Linked DNA regions of Mus musculus: regions 2, 3, 4, 5, 6 and 7 are each linked to region 1. The links are chromatin contacts, called in public Hi-C and promoter capture Hi-C maps. All regions are on one chromosome and are shown on one strand. Each heading gives the region's core, a stretch centred on a gene start, on an enhancer-like site or on the middle of the called end of the contact. The rest is flanking DNA. Distances are from core to core; before and after follow the strand shown.

Region 1 (2,700 bases), core at 145-2,644:
ACAATTCCCAATATTTTCAATGTTTTATTGACTTTTTATTACTCTTAACTAATACTCAAGTAATACTGAAACCTAATTTGCATTGGAAAAAATAGGCTTCTTTTAGCATACCTTTAGCACAGTAACAAGGAGAGGTGTCCAGCTCAATTAAACAGTGTATTCTATTCTACATGGCTGCATTATCCAATTCTGTTACAGAAATGATCCGATTCTCGTCTGTAGTGTGGCTCCTATTATGCATCTTTAAATAACTTTTCCCCAATGAATGAAAAGCTGGTTAGACTACTTAACATAACTATGTTTCCATGCTTAGTGACCACCTTGGATGGTTAATGGGGCTGACTGCCAAAGTCCTCGAGAGTGGTAACTGCTTTGGATAATTTGCCCCAAAACAATCCCTGCAATTTCTGAAGTGTCATTGAATTACTAAAGACATCGATGTCATCTCAGGTATCTCTGAACCTTGCCCCCATTCCCGCCAAATTAGTTGTGAAGTGTTATGGCATATCATTTCCCATTGAAATTCTGAGATTTTCTTTTTCAAGGTATTCTTACTAGTGCTTAATATAAATGCACTGGTGTGTGTGTGTGTGTGTGTGTGTGTGTGTGTGTGTGTGTGAACTTTCTATTCCTACAAAAAATTAGGCTCGTCGTTCATCCCCAATTAGCGCCCCCCGGGGGGACGGGGAACAATGAAATTACAAACAAACCTGCCTATGTTTTGCAATGAACCGGCTTCCACATTAGGAGAATAATACTGACAGCAAATTTTCATTATTAGGTGAGAACACACCCGGAAGTGATTAAACGAAACGTTTAATACCCAAAGCTCAGCCTGGTGGGTTTCTAGACACCGGGCACCTCTAGTCTCCACACGGGGAGTGCTTTTAGCACTGCAGCAGCCGCCACTCACACCACACCAGCCAGTTTCATCCCCAGGAACCGGGCCACTGCATCCAGGCCAGCGGCGCCGAAGGCGACGGTAGACGCCGGGGCTAAGGTTCACGAAGCTCGTGCGACTTTACTTCCGCGGCGCCGTGGGGTTACGGAGCTGAGGGCCCGTTGGCCAGCAGAGACGGGGCTCCCGGGAGGACGCGGCGACATCTTACCTCTCGGAGTAGCGCAGGAGCTCGGCGTCCAGCTGCTCGCGGATGCCCGTGCGCTTCCTGCTCAGGTAGCGGGGCGACAGGGCGATGTGCCTGCGGTGCGGGGCAGCCACCAAGCACGAATAGCGGCTGCCCACCAGCGCGCACGCCGCCGCGTAGCTCGGCAACTCCAGGCAAGGCAGGACCCCGGCCTGACCCGCCACGGGCCTCTCGGAGGCCGCCTGGGACCGCTGAGACTCCACAGATCCCGCAGCCATGAGGCTTGGCTGGGTGCTTCGGGGCGCGCACGGATGACGCAAGCATTCCTCCCGCCTCACCTCTGAGTGTTGATGATGGCTGACATCATCAAAAGGCGACCGACCGCGGCCTGGGGATTTTTAATCTTCTAAAGCTGCATTATAGAGGTTTGACCAGCAGAGGGCTGCTGCTCTTTCCCGAGTCCAGATAAACCTCTGAGGCCGTGTACCTATAGAGCATGTGTGATATCCAGAGGCGGTTCTCTGATATCTATAGGCAGATGTTCATCACTTCAAAGTATGCTCAGTTATGGAGCGAAGCTTGAATTTATTGAATTTATTGATCTGGGCACCTAAGTATAAAAAGGCAGAGGCCCAAAATAGCTTGTTTTGTTTTGTTTTGTTTTTTAAGCTCCCAGTTTCTTTCAATACTGGGTCAAGGCCTAGTGAATTAATGGTTTGAGCTTTTGTTTTGTTTTGTTTTGTTTTGTTTTAATTCTTTTGGTTTTCTGTTTTTGTTTTGTTTTTAGACAGTATCTCTCCATGTAGCCTTGGGTGACTTGAAACTCGCTATGTAGACCAAGCTGGTTTGGTTCTAACATTTAGATATTTGCCTGCCTCTGCCACAAGAGAGCTGGGATAAAAAGCACGAGCCACTACTCCCAACTGAGTATTGTCTTTATTGGATTCAGCATGGCTATTGATAGGAGTGCCCGGTTCCAGCTGCAATGAGGCCTGATACATTGTTATGCGCCTGAGCTGTTCAATAAGGAATCAGAAACATTCGTGGAGATTTTCACTGCTGAACCCAATCATACACCGCAGCAGGCCACAAATTGCAAAGGCAACATCTGAACTGCTAACACCATACCTCTCCAATCTAGGGTCCCTCTGCCTTCTGCTATATCACAGTGAGAGTGTTGTGACATGTTTTTCAAATGGCTAAGCCCAGCTACCAGCTTTGACCTTCTTTTGTATACCCAGACATCAACCATATCAGCACAAGGGTTTGTATTGCCCAAGGGATAAAAAAGAAACCTTCATTTGGACCGTGATGTCCTAACAACCCAAACTGTTCCTCTAGCTCTTACAACCCTCCACCTTCTTCAACTATGATCTCTAAGCCTTGGGTGCAGGAACTGTGCACATCTTGGGCTGCAAAATGTTGGTTTAAAAAGCCCAGCTTCATAAAAAACTACCTACCTTGGCTACCTGATGAAGGGAAGCAAGAGGAGCCCACCGCAGAATAGCATTGTTACCATCCTTCAGATTCCAATGCCAAAGACTAAGACAGCTGTATATTGCTGGCTCTGAATATCAGAGTTTATGGAAATAGCAAGGCCTGTCTATAGACTAGC
Region 2 (2,700 bases), core at 149-2,648, 1.4 Mb after region 1:
ATCGACATTGAGGACCGCAACGATAAAATCCCATCTTAACTAGTATTCTTTGCATTTTCTGCTGAGCAGTAGGGAGAAACATGATAGAAATACATCTTAGATTATTGGATCTGCAAAACATTTCGGTAGAGAACTTGACTAATACTGTGTTCCATATGGCCTCATGTGAAGACCACATTTTTCTGAGTTTATTTCTTATACACCACACAATTACAATTTAGAAGTATGTTATTTTAAAAAAAACACACACCAGTATTATTATTATGAGGTTAAGAAACTGAACTTGAGAAATGAATTCCCTTATGAAAAAAAAAGATAAATAAACATTGTAAACAAATGGGTAAGAAGCAATTTTTAAAAAATAAAACGAAATGATATTTTTGATTTCTAGGTTTTGGGTTTCGTGAGTCACATATTTTCCTTATGTGTGGGCAGAAAGGTAAGTGAGAACAACTAAGGAAATAAAATAAAACTCAATAAATAAATAAAACTTAAGAATAAAATAAAACTCAAGTGAGTTTGCACTTGGACTGCTTTACAATGAAATGGGCATCGTAGAAAATAAAGTATGCATATTTATACAGCGTTTAATTTGGCAAAAGATAAATTTTTCTGTTTCAAAATTCTCAGAATAGGCTCGTTTTAAAGACAAGGGTTTTCTTTAAAAAGCACAAATGTGTAGTTCTCTTTTCCTTTTTATTGCTATATTCAAATTTTGGAGATTTAATTGAAGTGACGCAAAGTGTCAGGAAAGGTTTTAAAAATAAGCAACAAGAGGCTAATCAGGTAACACACCCTTAGTTGTCTGTCCAGCTGCCCTGACTACCCTGTATCCTGTCTTGAAGGATCAACTAACTTTGTTAAGTGCTACACAATAAATGCGGCCTTTGTCTCAGTAACCAGTAGGAAATGTACTAAGCAGAGTGTGGCAGAGCATCTGTAAGGCAAACCATCACAGCCACGAGGCTAAAAGGCGGAATTAAAGAAAATTTTGTGACAGACAAGTGGCAGCATCTCTTTTATCCAGAAGAGAACCAGTAGGGCTGTGCGACTAACAAAAGACACCACGCACGTTTCTCTTGGGGTTGGATTCTAGGAAAAGGAAAAGCCACCAAGGTGGAGGCTGAAGTTTCAGCAGGAATTGCGCCGCACCAACTCTGCGTGGGACAGGGAGAAAGGTGCGTGGGATTCGCTCAGGGAGCTCAGGTGGAGCGCGCGGCCTCAGCCCCACGCCCCAGGCTCAGGCTGCCTCCACCCTGGGGCCACTTGAGAGGCGGCAGTGCTCCCGCCCGCCGGGTTGCCATGGTTTCCGGGGATCACGTGGGCGCGCGGGCGGAGGCGGGGCGCCGGGCGGGGGGCGGCGCAGCGGCGGCGGGAGCAGGAGCGGGAGGAGCTGGAGATGCTGCCAACCCTCCCCGGGCTGTGCTCGCTCTGCTGCTGCCGCCGCACGGAGCAGCCTCGCCGGGGGCCCAGTGCGCCGCGCTCGCAGCCGGTAGCGCCCGGGGCGCTCGCTCGGGAGCCGCGCAGCCCGAGACCGGACCGCGGATAGGGGGCGAGGGCGGCGTCCAGGCGCCTCGGCGTGCACGGGCAGGATGAGCATCGAGATCCCCGCGGGGCTCACGGAGCTGCTGCAGGGCTTCACGGTGGAGGTGCTGAGGCACCAGCCCGCCGACCTGCTGGAGTTCGCGCTGCAGCACTTCACGCGGCTGCAGCAGGAGAACGAGCGCAAGGGCGCCGCGCGCTTCGGCCATGAGGGCAGGACCTGGGGGGACGCGGGCGCAGCCGCCGGGGGCGGCATCCCCAGTAAGGGTGTCAACTTCGCCGAGGAGCCCATGCGCTCCGACTCCGAGAACGGCGAGGAGGAGGAGGCCGCGGAAGCAGGGGCGTTCAACGGTGAGGACCGGCCCCCTCGCGCCCTGAGCCCCGGCCGCCGCGTCCGCCTCACTCTCGAACCCCGCCTCGCTCTTGAACCCCGGGCTGAGCTCCCCACCTTCCCCGTGCTCTCCACCTTCCCATTACGCCCACCCCCTCAGCACCCATTTCGGTCGCTCCCACTCGCCCACCTTCCTACTCAGCTCTCTTGTCATGCCCTCCCTTTCTCTGGAGGTGGGGAAAGGAGAGGTTGCGCTCCCGCTGCCCCTCTGTCACCTCTCTTTCCGGGGCGATTTAGGGTGGGCATCTTGCTGGATCGTTAACTTTCCCGTGGTTGGAGATGTCTCAGGCTCCGGGAGTACCATTGTGCATGAAGGGCGCTTGGCGGCCTCTTTTCAGCCCTTTAGATTTATTAATGGAGTGTTCTGGGAGAAAGGGCGAAGCATGTAGGACTCAGTGAGAAGAGTGTGAAATCGGACTCGCTGAGGTAAAACAAATTAACGATAATAGCTGTGACATTCTTGGAATACGAATAATTTATTTTCCAGTTTTTCCAATACCATGTGGTGGCGATATTTTTGGACATATAACAAAGGAGCATATTTAGCCTGATACCTAGGGGGTCTTTGGCATGAGGAAATAGGCCAATGATTTTCTTTCTTTAAAAAAAAAGATACAAAACATATATTGAATGATTTTGATGTTCTTTTTAAAGTGTGTGGAAAAAAAAATAACACCATGGGAAGTTCTAAGAGCTTTGTCAGTTGTCTTAATGAAAAGCCAGCCAGCATCTAAGGACCACGCCAGACACTGAAGCTAGAGAGAATG
Region 3 (2,700 bases), core at 43-2,542, 1.3 Mb after region 1:
ATCGTCTTTTAAATGTATAGTGTCTGGCTTCCTAAAGCACGTAGCACACACAAACATATACGCACATATGCATGATTTTTTTTTTTTTTGTCTTTTAAAACTGTTTGGGTTAGATAACAATTGCCCCTCTTTGAAAATAATCATAGCTTGAATCCTTCATGGCAAAAACAAAAACAAACAAAAACCTGATTTCATTATAAAAAACCTAAGAAAACTGTGTTTGAGATGAGAAAGCCACACATAAATCCATCACCAAAGGAATGGTCAGGTGCCCAGGATGCTTGCATTAAGAACATTTTAACACAGTAGATTTCAAATCTACCATGGCTGAAGACATCTGCCAGAATCTGGGGACATCTTTGGTTATCAAAATGTGGTGGTAACACTTCTGATATCTCACAGAGAGAAGCCAGGAATATTCTACTATGCTGAGAAAAGCCATCAGTACTCACGTGACCAAAATGGCAACTGCACAGACAATCCCTGCTCCTAGATAAAGCTATTCCTCAAAGTGTGGAGCTTAGACAAAGTTGACATATTCTGCAGATCCTCTAGACTCAACTCTATCCACCAAATCACCTGGTCTGTAATACTAGATGGATGCACATTAGAAAGCTTCCGAAGTGGTATGCATGGCAAAGTCCAAGTGCCACTAGACCAAAACAGCGAACAGTGTTCTCAAGAACTCCCATCGAGGATTTAGCAAAACTGCATGTTCAGCAATAACAACAGAAAAGCGTCTTCTGTTGAAAATGTCGAAGAGGCAAAGCAATGGTATCGGAAGACACCACCCACAGCCATAGCCCAGTCCTGAAAGACGGGAGAGAGTTACTACAGAAAGAAGGGAAGTTGTAACCGTGTCTCAGCCCCTCAGCACAAAGGGAACAGCTTAGACTTCTGTCAGCATTTTAAAAAGCTTATCAACAGGAAAAGCAACCATGAATGTTCCAATTTTAAAGGCAATCTATATTCCTCAGGCGTTCCATCCAGGCACTCCAAATGATGATCCATAAAATTAAGGCGAGGAAATCATAGGACTCCTCACTGGCATCTTTGTCTCACTGAAATTGGAGACTAATTTAAGCTATATCAAATAATCTAAGTTGTACATTTGCTATTTGCTTTTAACACTGGGGGGAAAAACCTGCATTTTAAAAGGGACACCGCCTGGAGCCCTGTCTTTTTTGGAGAGTACATGAAATGCTTCCTGCTCCCAAAGGCCAACAGATGTTCTTGTCTTCTCAACTGTTGGGTCAAGTCCCCACAGGGATGGGCCACTACTGCTGGCAGAAGTGCATCTCACCCTCTAAAGGTCAGGCGCATTCTGGGAGCACTGTCCTTGGCAGACATCAGTAGAAAACAGCCCAGAAACAGAAGTGTAGATAAGAGATGTGTCCCAGGGCTGACGCAATACAAATTTCAAGGCTGTGGAACCAGGAGAAGGTCTGAGGAACGGAGCTCCCGGAAGTAAAGGCATTGCCTCACATTTGAGTGTAAGTGGTTTGCTTTGTCTTCTTGTTTGTTTGCTTGCTTGCTTTTGTTTTGTTTGTTTGGGTTTGTTTTTTTTTTGTTTGTTTGTTTTTTTTCTGATTAGTACCACCAGAGGCCTCTTTGCAGGCTGTTAACAGCACCAAGCTCTGGAAAGGCCTCTGGAAGGCAGATAACAGGAGGCACCAGGGAGCCTTCCCACCATCCAGCAAATGGATCTCATTTTCTTTGCTTGAGCTTTTCTTCTCTGGTTTAGGGGGAAAACCAAAATAAAAATTAGACCTATCTAAGCCATACTGTCCCTTGCCTCATGCCAGATGAACATCTGCCTATGTCTAGCTCATGGTGAGGAACTCTGAGGGACACTGCTTAACCTGAGGACACAGTAAAAGGGACACCCAGAGACCTGTCACCACAGGAACAAAACCTCTGGCACAGAAAACACAAGCCTTGGGAGTCTCCCTTCGCCCCACACTGTTGCCCTAATGACAGCATCAGCAATCACAAAAAGTCAGGCAGCCCTTGCTGATCCTTGACATTATCACACTGGCTTCAGCTGGACGTCCCTCTTATCAGCATCCCCTTTTACAAGGGAGAAGTTTAAGGTTCTTTCTGCCCACTTCTTTCTGAGAGAGGAGACTGATATGATTAAAAAAAAAAAAACATGAATGTTTAAAGTTAAGTAGCATCTCCTTCCAGAAAGCAATTACATTTTTTTTCTTTTTCTTATTAGATATTTTCTTTATTTACATTTCAAATGTTATTCCCTTTCCTAGTTTCCCCTCCGAAAACCCCCTATCCCCTCTCCCCTCCCCCTGCTCACCAGCCCACCCACTCCCATTCCTGGTCCTGGAATTGCCCTATACTGGGGCATAGAACCTTCACAGAACGTAGGGCCTCTCCTCCCATTGAGGACCGACTAGGCCATCCTCTGTTACATATATAGCTAGAGCCATGAGTCCTACCATGTGTTTTCTTTGATTGCTGGTATAGTTCCAAGGAGCTCTGAGGGTACTGGTTAGTTCATATTGTTGTTCCTTCTATGGGGCTTCAGACCCCTTCAGCTCCCTGGGTACTTTCTCTAGCTCCTTCATTGGGGACCATGAGCTCTGTCCAATGGATGACTGTGAGCATCCACTTCTGTATTTGCCAGGCACTGGCAGAGCCTCACAGGAGACAGCTATATCAGGCGCCTGTCAGCAGGCTCTGGTT
Region 4 (2,700 bases), core at 158-2,657, 1.4 Mb before region 1:
AAGTAGTGTGCTGATTCTCTTGGGCAAAGGGACCAATGTTGTGCATTGAGCTTAGTGGGTCATTGCTGTATTTCTCTAGACAGAAGTCCTATAGTAGGTAAAATGGGCATGTCTTTCTGGTACTTCCAGTTTCAGCATCCTTTCTTGTGGCACCCAAATGTTGTTTTTCATCCAACCTGAGGGTCAAGATTTCGATCAGGTGGTGATAAATAATACCATGATAAAGACTTAAAATTAGAAGAAAAAAATTTGTTATCTATCTTCTCTGTGAATATTGCTCACTTCTAGAGTATTTTTATATATTTACTTAATCAAAATTTATGATACCTCCTAATATATTGTTATTATAGTTTTTCAATAAAATACAATTTAAAATTTTATTTTTTTTTCTTGTCTTTGGTGTTAGCGGCTTAGGTTCTGTAGACAGAAGCAGGGGCCTTGATCCTGTAATGCTATGCAGTGGTTTACAGCAAGCATCTGTAAAATGAGGGGCAACCGTGCTTGCCTTCTAGTATGGGGAAGTACTTTCTTGTTATATCTTTTCTTGTAATACAGTTTCTTGATTATGACATAATGCAGAGAGGATGCATCTTTTCTGTGTCCTTCCCCGAGAATTCTGAAAACAGCAAGGGAGACACATGGTTTAAAAACTAGGTTTTCAGAATGCTGTGTTCAATTGGAATCCTTTCTGTGCTGATGTAGAGCAGAGCAAAGTGTCATATGAACGGCTTCCTAACCGAAGGTGGTTTTCATTTATTAATATAAATGCCCCATGCCTTGGATGTGTGAGTCCTAAAAATATGCTTCTGTGGCTAAAAATAGAGCCCCAGAGTTCTGCGATGTGGCTTAATCAGAAGCAGCTGCAGGCTGTCTAGAAAATGCAAGTTATAGGAGGCAGATGGCTTTTGCCCTTTTTGCTTTAGACAGCATGTAATTTGGATAACTACAGCTACAGTAATACATTTTGCCAGTCACACTGTTTGATAAACATATTGTTGAGAACAGCCACTTCCAATTAAAACCCCAGTAAAATGTTAATTTATTTTGCTATTATTTCCCTGCAGAGTAATAAAAAATGCTTTTCCAGGTTCAGAGGTATCTGTGCACAGGCTGGAGCACTATTCAAAAGTCACTGTGTACTGGTGGCTGGGTTTTAAAACTGGCACTGAAGTGAGGCAGGAGCATATTCCTGCCCAGCGCCTGCCGTTTGCTCCCGAAAACCTAGTTTACACAGGATGCTCTAGGATCTTCATGTTGAGGATGATATTTGCTTTATTCTGTTTGGCTCATCATGTATTTCTGTACAGACGGTAACTATAAATAATGAGAATGCTTTTAGGTCATTGATTAACCATGGTCCAGCATTGATATGGTACTCCTGGGGTTTACATCTATGACTGTCCCCCTAATGACTAGTCACAGGTAGCCCTGTGCAACAATGGCTGATTCCCTATGGCTGAGGGCTGCAAACAGACACTGGCTGGCTGAATTTTAATTTCATGCCGCTCTCACTCTGTTTCGATAAAACAGTACAGCGAAAACATTGCTGCTCTTCACACCAGAAGACCTCAACACAAACACAGCCTCATTTTAAGAGCTGAAAACAGCAGGTCTTTCCCTTTCACGGGTAACGCCACTTCTTAAGAAAGCATTTAAGCCCCAGCCTCCTAATGCAAGCACTGAAGGGACTGTGCAGTTTATTCCCTGGGACATGTACCAGGCAGTGTGTAACAGATTGCTGAGTACCTCTGAAGGATCACTTGTGTCATAATTTCTCTGTAATTGCAAGGCTTCCAGCATGGTAAGTTTAGCAAGCGCCCAGTAGTTGTTTTCCTTGCCCAGATGAAAGGGCATTTCATCTATATAGTTAGTGATGTTAGAACCTAAACACCACTGTAGTAACAGATATGGGCTTATTTACTATTACCATAGGGCCTGGAACTGTGGAAATCACTTTATTCAGTATTCCACGAGACCTACAACAGAATAATAGCATTGTAAGGTACATATTTTTATCTTGATTTACAGATGAGGACTAAGCTTTGCATGGTAATTATTCAACATCATACGGAAAGAGTCAGCCAGATTTGAAGCCACTGTTGTATCATCAGACTGCCTAACTCATGATGCCTTACTCAAGTTTGCAGCTAGAACTGCTGGCATCTGCCTGAAGCAGAGCTGTGTTTTCAGAGGCAGAGACGTGGCTCTGTCCAGCCGCATGTGTTTCGATGAGTTTATGGTGTGACTTAGAATTTATTTTCAGCTCAAGTTGATCCGTGATAGGGTCTGGATGTCTCTCACCCGAATTCCTTAAGCATGTTGGAACTGATGTACTTTGACAGTAATTCTTGTTAGAAAGGTAAATGTCATTTGTTTTGTTTGTGTGCATTCCAATATGAAATCAAGAATCAAAGAGATGGGCAGTACTCGGAGAAACTGGTATGCACTTGTGTGATGACCCAGGTTTCTACAATACTAATAAGGGAATTTACTAATAAGTCACGCTTGATCATGTGTTACAGGAAGAAGGAAGGCAAACAGATTCTCCAAGTAAAGGGTATTTCATGATACTGTCTACTCAAAGCAAACTGGTTGGTCCTGGGAAAGATTTTACTATCATTTACTATTTGGGAAGAGTATAGTATTGATATTATTTTTATATACAACTATAGAATGTTATTTCTGAAAGACTGAAAAGTT
Region 5 (2,700 bases), core at 16-2,515, 1.3 Mb before region 1:
TGTAAGTTAGAAAATGGGCTTACGGGAAATAAGGGCAATGCTCTCCATGCTCTTTGCCCTCCTTTATTTAGTTGGGTAGTGATACTGATTTGGGGGATAGTAGTAAAGGAAGGGTGCCTGTGAGCCCTTCCTTGCTCACACTGCACCAGAGTATGGAATTTAACTGGTTTTTTGTTTTGTTTTGGTTTGGTTTTTTGTTTTTGGAGACAGGGTTTCTTTCTGTAGTTCTGGCTGTCCTGGAACACACTTTGTAGACCAGGCTGGCCTCGAACTCAGAAATCCGCCTGCCTCTGCCTCCCGAGTGCTGGGATTAAAGGGGTGCGCCACCATGCCCGGCTTTTTGACCTTGTCACTTTACATGATTTCAATCTGTCAGGATGTCTTTGAGGGAATGCATTCTCAGCCAGTCTGCAGCAAGGGTTAATGAGCCTTCCAGATGATTTGCTTTGCAGACATTCTCTCTCTCTTTTTTTCTCTAATTCCATAATCCTTAGATATGGTGGGGGATGCACTTCAAAGTGAGCACTTCAGATTTACTTCAAATACCAGCCATTTAAGTAGCTCAGGAAACGGCCTGGTCCAGGGTTCTGGGGCAGCAGTGTTTTATATTTGTTGCAGTCTTTCAGAGTTGGATGGAAACATCAAAAGCATTTTGTTTCATTAAAAATCTGTCTCTTGGTCTATATTTTCTCCTCATTTCTTGTCAAGTTTGACTTCCAGGACACAGTTCATGGCTGCTCCTCCAGAGAGTGTTTAAATTTTCCTTATCCAGAGGCACACATTTTCTCCCTTGTCCTGTCTGTTAATTACTAAGCTCTAGAGGAAGAGTGGTCTGAGCCAGGGCCCCCAGTGGTGGAAGTTTCTATATCCGGTAAACTGGCTCTATTCCAGTGCAGAATAATTTATCAACAAATGAAACACCAGCCACGTCCCACACGTCCTCTGCATTAAAATCCCCCCCTTCCCACCCATACAGAGTTTCCTGGAGTATGAGCTGACATTCTCGTCCCTCCTCTTCATTTTGTTGAATCACTGGCGTCTGGCATTTATTAGGCTTCTTATTAATAGTAATAAGATGTTCATTCATTGAGTGTCTTGTGCTACAAACCAGATACAGTCCCTCCTTCTGCTTCCCGGTTTGCCGTGGCAGGGAAATTAACTGCAACACTGATTTCTTGTCTGTAGCATCAGGTACTGTTTAACCGGGAGTGGTGGGGAACTGATAAAATTAGCAAGTTGACTAACCACTTCCCTTCCTTGTGGCTCTTTAATATTATAACGGATACAGAAAAGTTCAGAAGGACGGGGCTCGCTTTCGAAACCACGGCACACTTTGGCCAAGAAGGAATGCACAACACAACGGGTGAGTTTCTTTCAAGATTTTAAGCGAGCCCTGAAAAGAGTATCGTGCCGGGTGTCTCTAAGTTTCCCTTTGCAAATAGTCTGTAATCATGTGTAGGGTGTGGGAAGATAGACCTGTACCAAGGGAAACAAAAGGGATTCTGATTAGCAGCAGTGAAAAGAACTGCGTGAGTGAAATGCAGCTCTCGGTAAGTGTTTACTGCTCCAGACTGGGGACAATTCTAGACTTGGCAAAAGCTTCTACTGGGAAGTTCATTTGTTTTCAGATCTGGGCTATCAGTCTTACCATGGGGGCCATTGTCTGCACAGCCCGATGTAACTCAGACCTAAAGCAGTTTAAGGTCTTCAGTTACCTATAGAGTTGAACTATTCTATTGCCTTCAGCATTTTGATAATGTGATAGTTTCAGGTGAATGTATAGCTCATGGCTCACAAGGCACCTATTCCCTAGCCTCCACTGTAGGGTCTGCTGTTGTTTCACATGGAACACGGTAATGTGCACCTACTTCGGAATTGGTGCGTATATTAGTTTGAAAGTGTCCATTGTAAACATTAAGCGAGAGAGACCTAAAATTCCCTACGTTGTCATACCAACTCATGAATGTCAGTTCTGTCCCAGCAGCTGGAATGATGACTGGTGGGAAGAAGGACTCAGGATCTGAGGATGGTTTCCCAGTGAGTGAAAGAGTGGGGAATGTGTCACCAGATGCTACCTTCTGGGGACCACATTCATTTCAGGCAAAGTTTTGGTTTCATTATAGATAGTCTTCTTGAGAAGTTTCTAAACTTTTCATGCCTCAGCGTCCCCACCTTAAATGAAGATAACAGTACCAGTCTCCTAAGGGAGAGTTACAGACAGCTAGGGAAAAATGCTAAGAAACAGTGTGACCCCACAAACTTAACTGTAATTTTTACAGTAAGGCTGGATTCGGTCTGTTTCTGTATACTTCACTGTTTTAAATGTGGTTTATCTTCTATCTCAATAGAAATTGAGAAATCTTGTCTTGGACCCCTAAGAATACCTTACTTTTGCCACACCCCTCTCTCCAGCTGTCCTTGGGGTTACATCTGAAAAGGAATAGTCAGAGCTCCCCTGTCCATCTTCTCTCTGAGAGGAGGGGGCATTGCAAAGATTTGTCAAAGCTCACATAGCCAGGAATAGCAGACCAGAGAGCAGTGACCCCTGCATGGGCCTTCTGATCCCTGCAAGGGGTGATGAGGCTGGGAATGGACAGTTCTGCTTTACCTGGGAGTCTGCCTCTATTTTAGCTTTGGTTTTTCTTTCCTCTGAGTAAGTATCTCCAGGCTGCCTTAGTTTTCTTTAGCTACTGCAAACTG
Region 6 (2,771 bases), core at 114-2,613, 1.3 Mb before region 1:
TATGTGTATGTATGTATGAAATTCTCAAACAATAAAAATGTAATTTAAAATAATGAAGAGCAAAAAACTTTTGGAATGGAAAAACATTCTCCTTACTGTCCCGCTATTATTTGAACTTTCTAGTCCGACTTTCTGTGTCCGGGCCCAGCCTTACAGGGTGCTTAAGAGGCGTGTGATCAATAAATCGATACTCTGTTCAGCTAGCTAGAATATGTTTGCATTGGAAATAGTATGTGTGTTACTTACAAGATACTTTTTGGATATTTCATTGCCTAAGATTCATTTTCTTGTGTGAAGATAATGTGAAGGCATGATACTACACCAAACATGTATAGTTTCATGTTTGGGGATGATAAGCGTTTTCAATATTATTTTCAAAAAGAATAGATAGTTTTATCTGTTTCTTATCTATCAAAAATAAAGACTTAGGTTTTGAAGACTCTTTTCAGAGATAAAACTTCTAAAGACACATGACTTGGAATATCCCTAGTTGTCCGGCTCAGTAATATCTGTCTTGTATGTTGACAGTAGGCATGTGGATTGTCTGGTGCCATGATGCCTTCTTGAATGTTGACAGTAAGCATGTGTGGATTGAGTCTGGTGGCTGGTTCTAGTTTAATCTCTGGTAAGTCTATTCTTTTACTCAAATTGGTGTTTCATTATTAAAATTAGTGGGTACATAACACATCTTGCCTGTCAAAAGGACATATAGTTTTAATATTTTGCCACACTCTCTCAGGACACTAGTCTGCAATGTGGGTTAATGGGTTGAAAGCCTGTGAATGTCAGAAAAACAAAAGAGAATTAATCTCTTAGGACCCTTTTGTAACCACCAACTTCTGGTTTTTATTTTACATTTTGTATACCTCAAGCAAAAAAGAAAGAACTATTTCCCTCAGCTCCCTCCCTTTTTCTAAAAATAATTCACTTTTGGTTTGTAACCCTATAACACATGCCAAAATTCAACCCAGAGTGAATTTTTGTAGCAAACTTAAAACCCCCAAAATAGAAACTGCTGACAGTTTCTTAAATACAGAAACACTGGCAGGTGCCTTGGTAATAAATTCACAGGCTTAGAATCCACAAAACAATAAAGTTATGCAAATTGGACTATGAAGAAAGAATAACCCTGAGACAAACAGCAAAGACACAGCTTCAGCCCCTGGGCTCCTGATTTGGTAACGTGGGACAAGTCACCTTAAGAGAATCACGGAGATTTAAGATCAAGGGAGCTTTCCCAGACATAACACTGGGCCACAGCTCGAGCAGAAAAATTAAGAACAGACTTCTTTGTTGCCCTAACCATAAGCAGACAGGACCAACTCACAGGCCTTGCTTATGGCTCCCAGGGTGAAGTGGAAAATTACAGAGTACTTCCTTGATGAAGTTCTCAGAGTTGCCGTTTTAATTGTTCCTTCAGCAACATCCCCGTCAGTCATATTTAGATTAGCTGTTTAATTTTAGTCCAACAATCAAGAATGTCATCCATTTCTGAATCCCATTTATTTTAAACATCCATACTTAATTGTCTTTTACTTTTGTTATTAACCTCTGATTCTGGCAGCAAAACAGAAAGCTGATCTTCTTTAATAAAAAGAAAAGGTGATGGGCGACTAGCTTATTTCAAGTAAATACATTTTCAATTAAAATGTAAAATGTCTCTAATAAGCTCAGATGGAGTAAATGGAGCTAGAGAGACCAGCACTTTCCTTTAGTGGGTGATAAGGCGCGACTTCTGATCCGGAAGCATTGCTTGCAGAATGTAATCAAAATGTTTCATGTTTTTATTTTTTGATTTTTATCAATTTTAACTGCCAAAGCAGCTCAGAATGGATGCTCTGCTTTGAAGAACAAAGTTGCCAGGGTCAGTGACCATAAATACTTCTTTTTAAAAGTGCTGTGTCTCATTATCTAGCACTGCTAGATGGTATAAATAGGTTCTCAGAAGGATTACCTGAAATGTAAAAGCTCATGATTATAAACTCAGAAACAGAAAGAGTGAGTTCAGTGGAATGGGGATGGCCAGGTGCTCACTCTTCTCAGGGCTAGAAGTCAAGGGGAGCATCCATCCTGATGCTGAGTCTGAAGCAGGGTAGCAGTCAATGGAAGCATCCATCCTGATGCTGAGTCTGAAGCAGGGTAGCAGTCAATGGAAGCATCCATCCTGATGCTGACTCTGAAGCAGGGCAGCAGCACAGACAACAGACTCTCCAGGCTCCCTGTACCTTCCAGGAGTACACCCGGAAGTCACCTGTGCATTCAATGGTTTAAAACCAATGCTGTCTGTTTCTCTGCAGTACTGACTGAAACTGTTTCTAGAAAGGAAGAAAATAATATATGGATGCTTAATAATCATTTTGATTATTTCCTAGCTTAAGAATTTCAAAAGAAATGAGAGCTCAAACATTCCACAGGCAAGATGATTGACCAATGAATGTTAGATCGTGGCCTGTGGAGCATTTCCTTGGTGATTTCTGCCTCCCACTGAACAGACAGAGCTCCGCTGTTCTAAACTGGGACTTGTAGCTTTGCTTAAATTGCATTCTCTCCTCTTCTTCTACTTCCTCATCCTACTCTGTCTTATTTTCTTCCCCCTCTTCATCCCTTTCCCTAACCCTCTCCCTCTCTGATTTCTCTAAAAACAAACTAAAGCCCCTCTCTAGTTGCCTGACCATGGGTTCTTCTCTGTAATATTGTTTTCTTCATACAACTAATGAATACTCAAGTTCAGGAAGGGAAGGAATGCAGCTTCTAACCAATGGTGGTCTGCT
Region 7 (2,747 bases), core at 225-2,724, 1.2 Mb before region 1:
TCCCCATAACGACACCGGGCATTGACCACATTAGCTTTGTAGTTACCGACGACTGCCTTCCCCGGGGCCTTCTGGTTTCTAAATCCAGCCACCTGGCTAGCAGGCCAGCCAGTGCTTGATGCAAGAACATTGTTTTCTCAGTATAGCCTGAAATTCATTTTGTGTATTTTGTGTACATGGCTTTTATGTGACTGTTTATGATGATACCTCTGTGGTTCCATTGGAAGTCACCAGGCATATTGTCTTCCTCCTTCCTTTGTTAAGAGATACATCATCACAATTACTAAAAGTGATGATGGTTTATATATATATATATATATATACACACACACACACACACACACACACACATATATATATATATATGCGACATGTAGGTTCCTTCATATCTAATGAGGTCCTTGATATTTGAGGAATAAATCTATATGTTTATACAATTTATCTTCATGATCTTAAGAAGGATGTTAGTATTTTGGTAGTTTTTATGAGTCTTTTGACTGCATGCACAAAGATTTATTTAGTTTTGTTTTATATGTATGAGTGTTTTGACTATGTGTGTATAAATGCACTTTGTGATACCTGGCACCCATGGAGGTCAGAAGAGTGCGCTAGATCTTCACAACAGATGCTTCTGAGCCACCACATGGAAACTGGGAAACAAACCCCGGGTCCTCTCGAATAGCAACGACTGCTGTTAACTACAGATCCACCATTTTTGTTGTTTCTATGTCTTGGTGTTTTCTCCTAAAAGCTAATGAGATTAGATATTTTCTAATTATCACAAAATTACTTTATATTTTATTCCAATTTGCAGCATTTCCAAGGTCCATGGAGATTCTAATAATTTTGTGTGTTATGGACTATAGAGACATGATCTAAATATTAACTTCATTTAAAATATTATTAATGATATTTATAGTTTGCTAGGCAGGGTATTTACCTATTTGTTAGCATATTAAGTTAATGTAAAAAAACGCCAAGAAATAAGACTCTGAAGCTAAACTAAATTTGGATCTCGGCTCTATCACATCCCAGTTCTGTGATCCCGAATTAACCTGTTTGTGACTCATTGGCACCAAAAGCAGCTGGTGGTGACAGTATCACTGTCATAGATGTGATAATTGAATTATTATTTGTGAAGCCCTACATATATATTTGTCATCGTTTAACTTTTCCAAGCAGAGGCTCTTCATTCACAAGTTGACTTTGTCCCACAAGAACAAAACTGAGAAATCATCAGCTCTGACTTAACTTCTTTCATTTGGAACAGATACTGCGTAACCAGGAATTGACAAGCCACAGAAACCAGCCCTTGTCTGAGATGGCATGCAGGACAGAGTAGAAATGGGTTCCATAATGGAAGAAGAGGGAAGTTCAAGATAAGTTATATTTTTCTCACAATAGCTTTGGGCACCCTTCACATTTCAGTTAGGTGGTGACAACATAATTAGACAGTAAAATATCCTGTCTCTAGCTATCCTTTGTGTGCCTGCAAGTCATCTGTGAGGAGTCTCAGCTTGCAAAGGCTGCCTCTGGCTATGTGTTTAGTGTGATTTTTTCTGTAAAATATGCATGAATAAACAAGGCTTCCGACAGAAATAATTAATATTTATCACTTAGTGAAAGCTGCAGCAAATATAAATTTTCGAGATGACACAAGACAGAAGACCTAAGACAAGGCGCTGTGTGCTCAGAGCATCGGGGCTGCCGCTGATTTACAGACCTGTTTCTTTTTAAGATGTGAGAGAAAGAAGTACAAGAATCACAGTGAAGACTTTTGCCACACAGTCCCCAATCCCCTCTGTAGTTCATGGATTGTGAGTATTTGCCAAGGATTCCCCTCTGGAGGGCAGTGCAGTACTACAATTGTTGGAGCAGCCGCTATCTCAAACCTCCCAGAAATTCACTTTAAAAGATTCTTGGCTTTGTAAGATGTAAGTCGCCCCTGCCTTAAATATTCAAATGGGAACATGGTGGTCAAAGTCAAGGCTCTCACTGCATGCGTTGATGTGCTGGGTTGGAGAGGTGGACTTCAGAACACTGCTCAGGGAATGTATTAGTGTAGCTGAATGGCGAAGCTGGAAGACAGGTCTTAGCCTGCTTCGTCTAGTCGCTTTGAAATTTCAACCTCACAATCTGGGATCTGGATCTGTGTTTCAGTATTGGCTTTTCTCAAAAAGACCCATCTGCATGATTTAGGGTCTTGTAATATCTGGTCACCCCTGTAGCCAGCAAAATATTTTCCTGTATCTTAACAGATCAGGAAAATGCTTTGAGAAATATTCCAGCTCTGTGAGCAAATATCCTGATAGTTACCGGATTTCTCATAAAATTTAAAGTTTCTTTCATAACTCTACTGACCTTCACGTGCTATTGAATTACAAACCCAAGCCCCCTTATGTAATCAAACTGAAGGAATCCTGTTTAATTAGCAATATATGACCCTCTGGAAGTATAAACACATAAAAGTTATTTTCCTTGATGTCATCCTACAAAATGCCTTTATACAATTGTAAGCCCTGAAACATTGATGTCTTAGGAGTTAAGCAACAGTAGGCTTCCCCCTGTTCCAGACCCCCCAAGGCAGAGAGATTTCAGCCAACCATATAAAGGGTAACTTCAAATCTCTCAGCTCTCAGAGTGTCACAACAGTTGAGGTTATGAAAGACCTTCTTTTATTGGTAAGCAAAACAAAAGCTGTGCTTTTCAGCTGTAAATCATGACGTAGTCTTATTATACCTAAAAGA

The links. Promoter capture Hi-C pulls out the DNA fragments that hold promoters and counts their contacts. A called contact is a pair of places that touch in the nucleus more often than the background predicts.
Region 2: a promoter capture Hi-C map of liver shows a contact between it and region 1, with 2.1 times the contacts expected there. The contact joins the promoter of Prkar2b here to the promoter of Twistnb in region 1. A contact is called at or near these places in 2 of 39 promoter capture datasets (hippocampal neurons and liver).
Region 3: a promoter capture Hi-C map of liver shows a contact between it and region 1, with 3 times the contacts expected there. The contact joins the promoter of 5430401H09Rik here to the promoter of Twistnb in region 1.
Region 4: a promoter capture Hi-C map of hippocampal neurons shows a contact between it and region 1, with 5 times the contacts expected there. The contact joins the enhancer-like site here to the promoter of Twistnb in region 1. A contact is called at or near these places in 6 of 39 promoter capture datasets (the 3T3-L1 cell line, embryonic stem cells, hippocampal neurons and 3 more), 2 of 115 datasets of contacts at active chromatin or transcription factors (astrocytes and large pre-B cells) and 1 of 9 other capture datasets (adipose tissue).
Region 5: a Hi-C map of pre-B cells shows a contact between it and region 1, with 2.1 times the contacts expected there. The contact joins the enhancer-like site here to the promoter of Twistnb in region 1. A contact is called at or near these places in 2 of 39 promoter capture datasets (the C10 cell line and liver), 2 of 484 Hi-C or Micro-C datasets (bone marrow-derived macrophages and pre-B cells), 2 of 115 datasets of contacts at active chromatin or transcription factors (the 230-238 cell line and large pre-B cells) and 1 of 9 other capture datasets (adipose tissue).
Region 6: a promoter capture Hi-C map of second pharyngeal arch cranial neural crest shows a contact between it and region 1, with 9 times the contacts expected there. The contact joins the enhancer-like site here to the promoter of Twistnb in region 1. A contact is called at or near these places in 4 of 39 promoter capture datasets (the 3T3-L1 cell line, cranial neural crest, liver and 1 more) and 2 of 115 datasets of contacts at active chromatin or transcription factors (astrocytes and large pre-B cells).
Region 7: a promoter capture Hi-C map of hippocampal neurons shows a contact between it and region 1, with 25 times the contacts expected there. The contact joins the enhancer-like site here to the promoter of Twistnb in region 1. A contact is called at or near these places in 20 of 39 promoter capture datasets (the 3T3-L1 cell line, 3T3-L1-derived adipocytes, the C10 cell line and 13 more), 3 of 15 datasets of contacts at CTCF or cohesin (large pre-B cells, pro-B cells and stem cell-derived epiblast-like cells), 5 of 484 Hi-C or Micro-C datasets (the C10 cell line, the N1E-115 cell line, cranial neural crest and 2 more) and 6 of 115 datasets of contacts at active chromatin or transcription factors (the 230-238 cell line, astrocytes, embryonic stem cells and 3 more).

Annotation. Positions count from the first base shown.
Region 1 is chr12:33,428,318-33,431,017 of GRCm38.p6, reverse strand. It overlaps Twistnb (twist basic helix-loop-helix transcription factor 1 neighbor), which reads right to left and starts at 1,394. Exons shown (of 4, transcript NM_172253.2): 1 at 1,110-1,394. The coding sequence starts at 1,363.
Region 2 is chr12:32,059,975-32,062,674 of GRCm38.p6, reverse strand. It overlaps Prkar2b (protein kinase, cAMP dependent regulatory, type II beta), which reads left to right and starts at 1,398. Exons shown (of 11, transcript NM_011158.4): 1 at 1,398-1,893. The coding sequence starts at 1,593. It overlaps Gm51992 (a long non-coding RNA gene), which reads left to right. Exons shown (of 3, transcript XR_003950224.1): 3 at 392-456.
Region 3 is chr12:32,122,415-32,125,114 of GRCm38.p6, reverse strand. 5430401H09Rik (a long non-coding RNA gene) reads left to right here and starts at 1,292. Exons shown (of 7, transcript XR_872651.3): 1 at 1,292-1,493.
Region 4 is chr12:34,790,423-34,793,122 of GRCm38.p6, reverse strand. All of the region lies in intron 3 of Hdac9 (histone deacetylase 9), which reads left to right. Among named protein-coding and RNA genes, the nearest start is that of Gm46347, 4.0 kb to the right of the region's middle. Within about 2 kb of position 1,407, at least 22 of the 459 cell types and tissues checked have an H3K27ac peak or open chromatin away from gene starts, as enhancers often do. A contact at or near this core is called in hippocampal neurons, pre-B cells and second pharyngeal arch cranial neural crest, where this site is marked.
Region 5 is chr12:34,712,941-34,715,640 of GRCm38.p6, reverse strand. All of the region lies in intron 3 of Hdac9 (histone deacetylase 9), which reads left to right. Among named protein-coding and RNA genes, the nearest start is that of Gm46347, 73 kb to the left of the region's middle. Within about 2 kb of position 1,265, at least 52 of the 459 cell types and tissues checked have an H3K27ac peak or open chromatin away from gene starts, as enhancers often do. A contact at or near this core is called in the 230-238 cell line, adipose tissue, bone marrow-derived macrophages and 1 more, where this site is marked.
Region 6 is chr12:34,679,288-34,682,058 of GRCm38.p6, reverse strand. The region is part of intron 3 of Hdac9 (histone deacetylase 9); the gene reads left to right. Among named protein-coding and RNA genes, the nearest start is that of Gm46347, 110 kb to the left of the region's middle. Within about 2 kb of position 1,363, at least 31 of the 459 cell types and tissues checked have an H3K27ac peak or open chromatin away from gene starts, as enhancers often do.
Region 7 is chr12:34,657,513-34,660,259 of GRCm38.p6, reverse strand. The region is part of intron 3 of Hdac9 (histone deacetylase 9); the gene reads left to right. Among named protein-coding and RNA genes, the nearest start is that of Gm46347, 130 kb to the left of the region's middle. Within about 2 kb of position 1,474, at least 19 of the 459 cell types and tissues checked have an H3K27ac peak or open chromatin away from gene starts, as enhancers often do. A contact at or near this core is called in forebrain and hippocampal neurons, where this site is marked.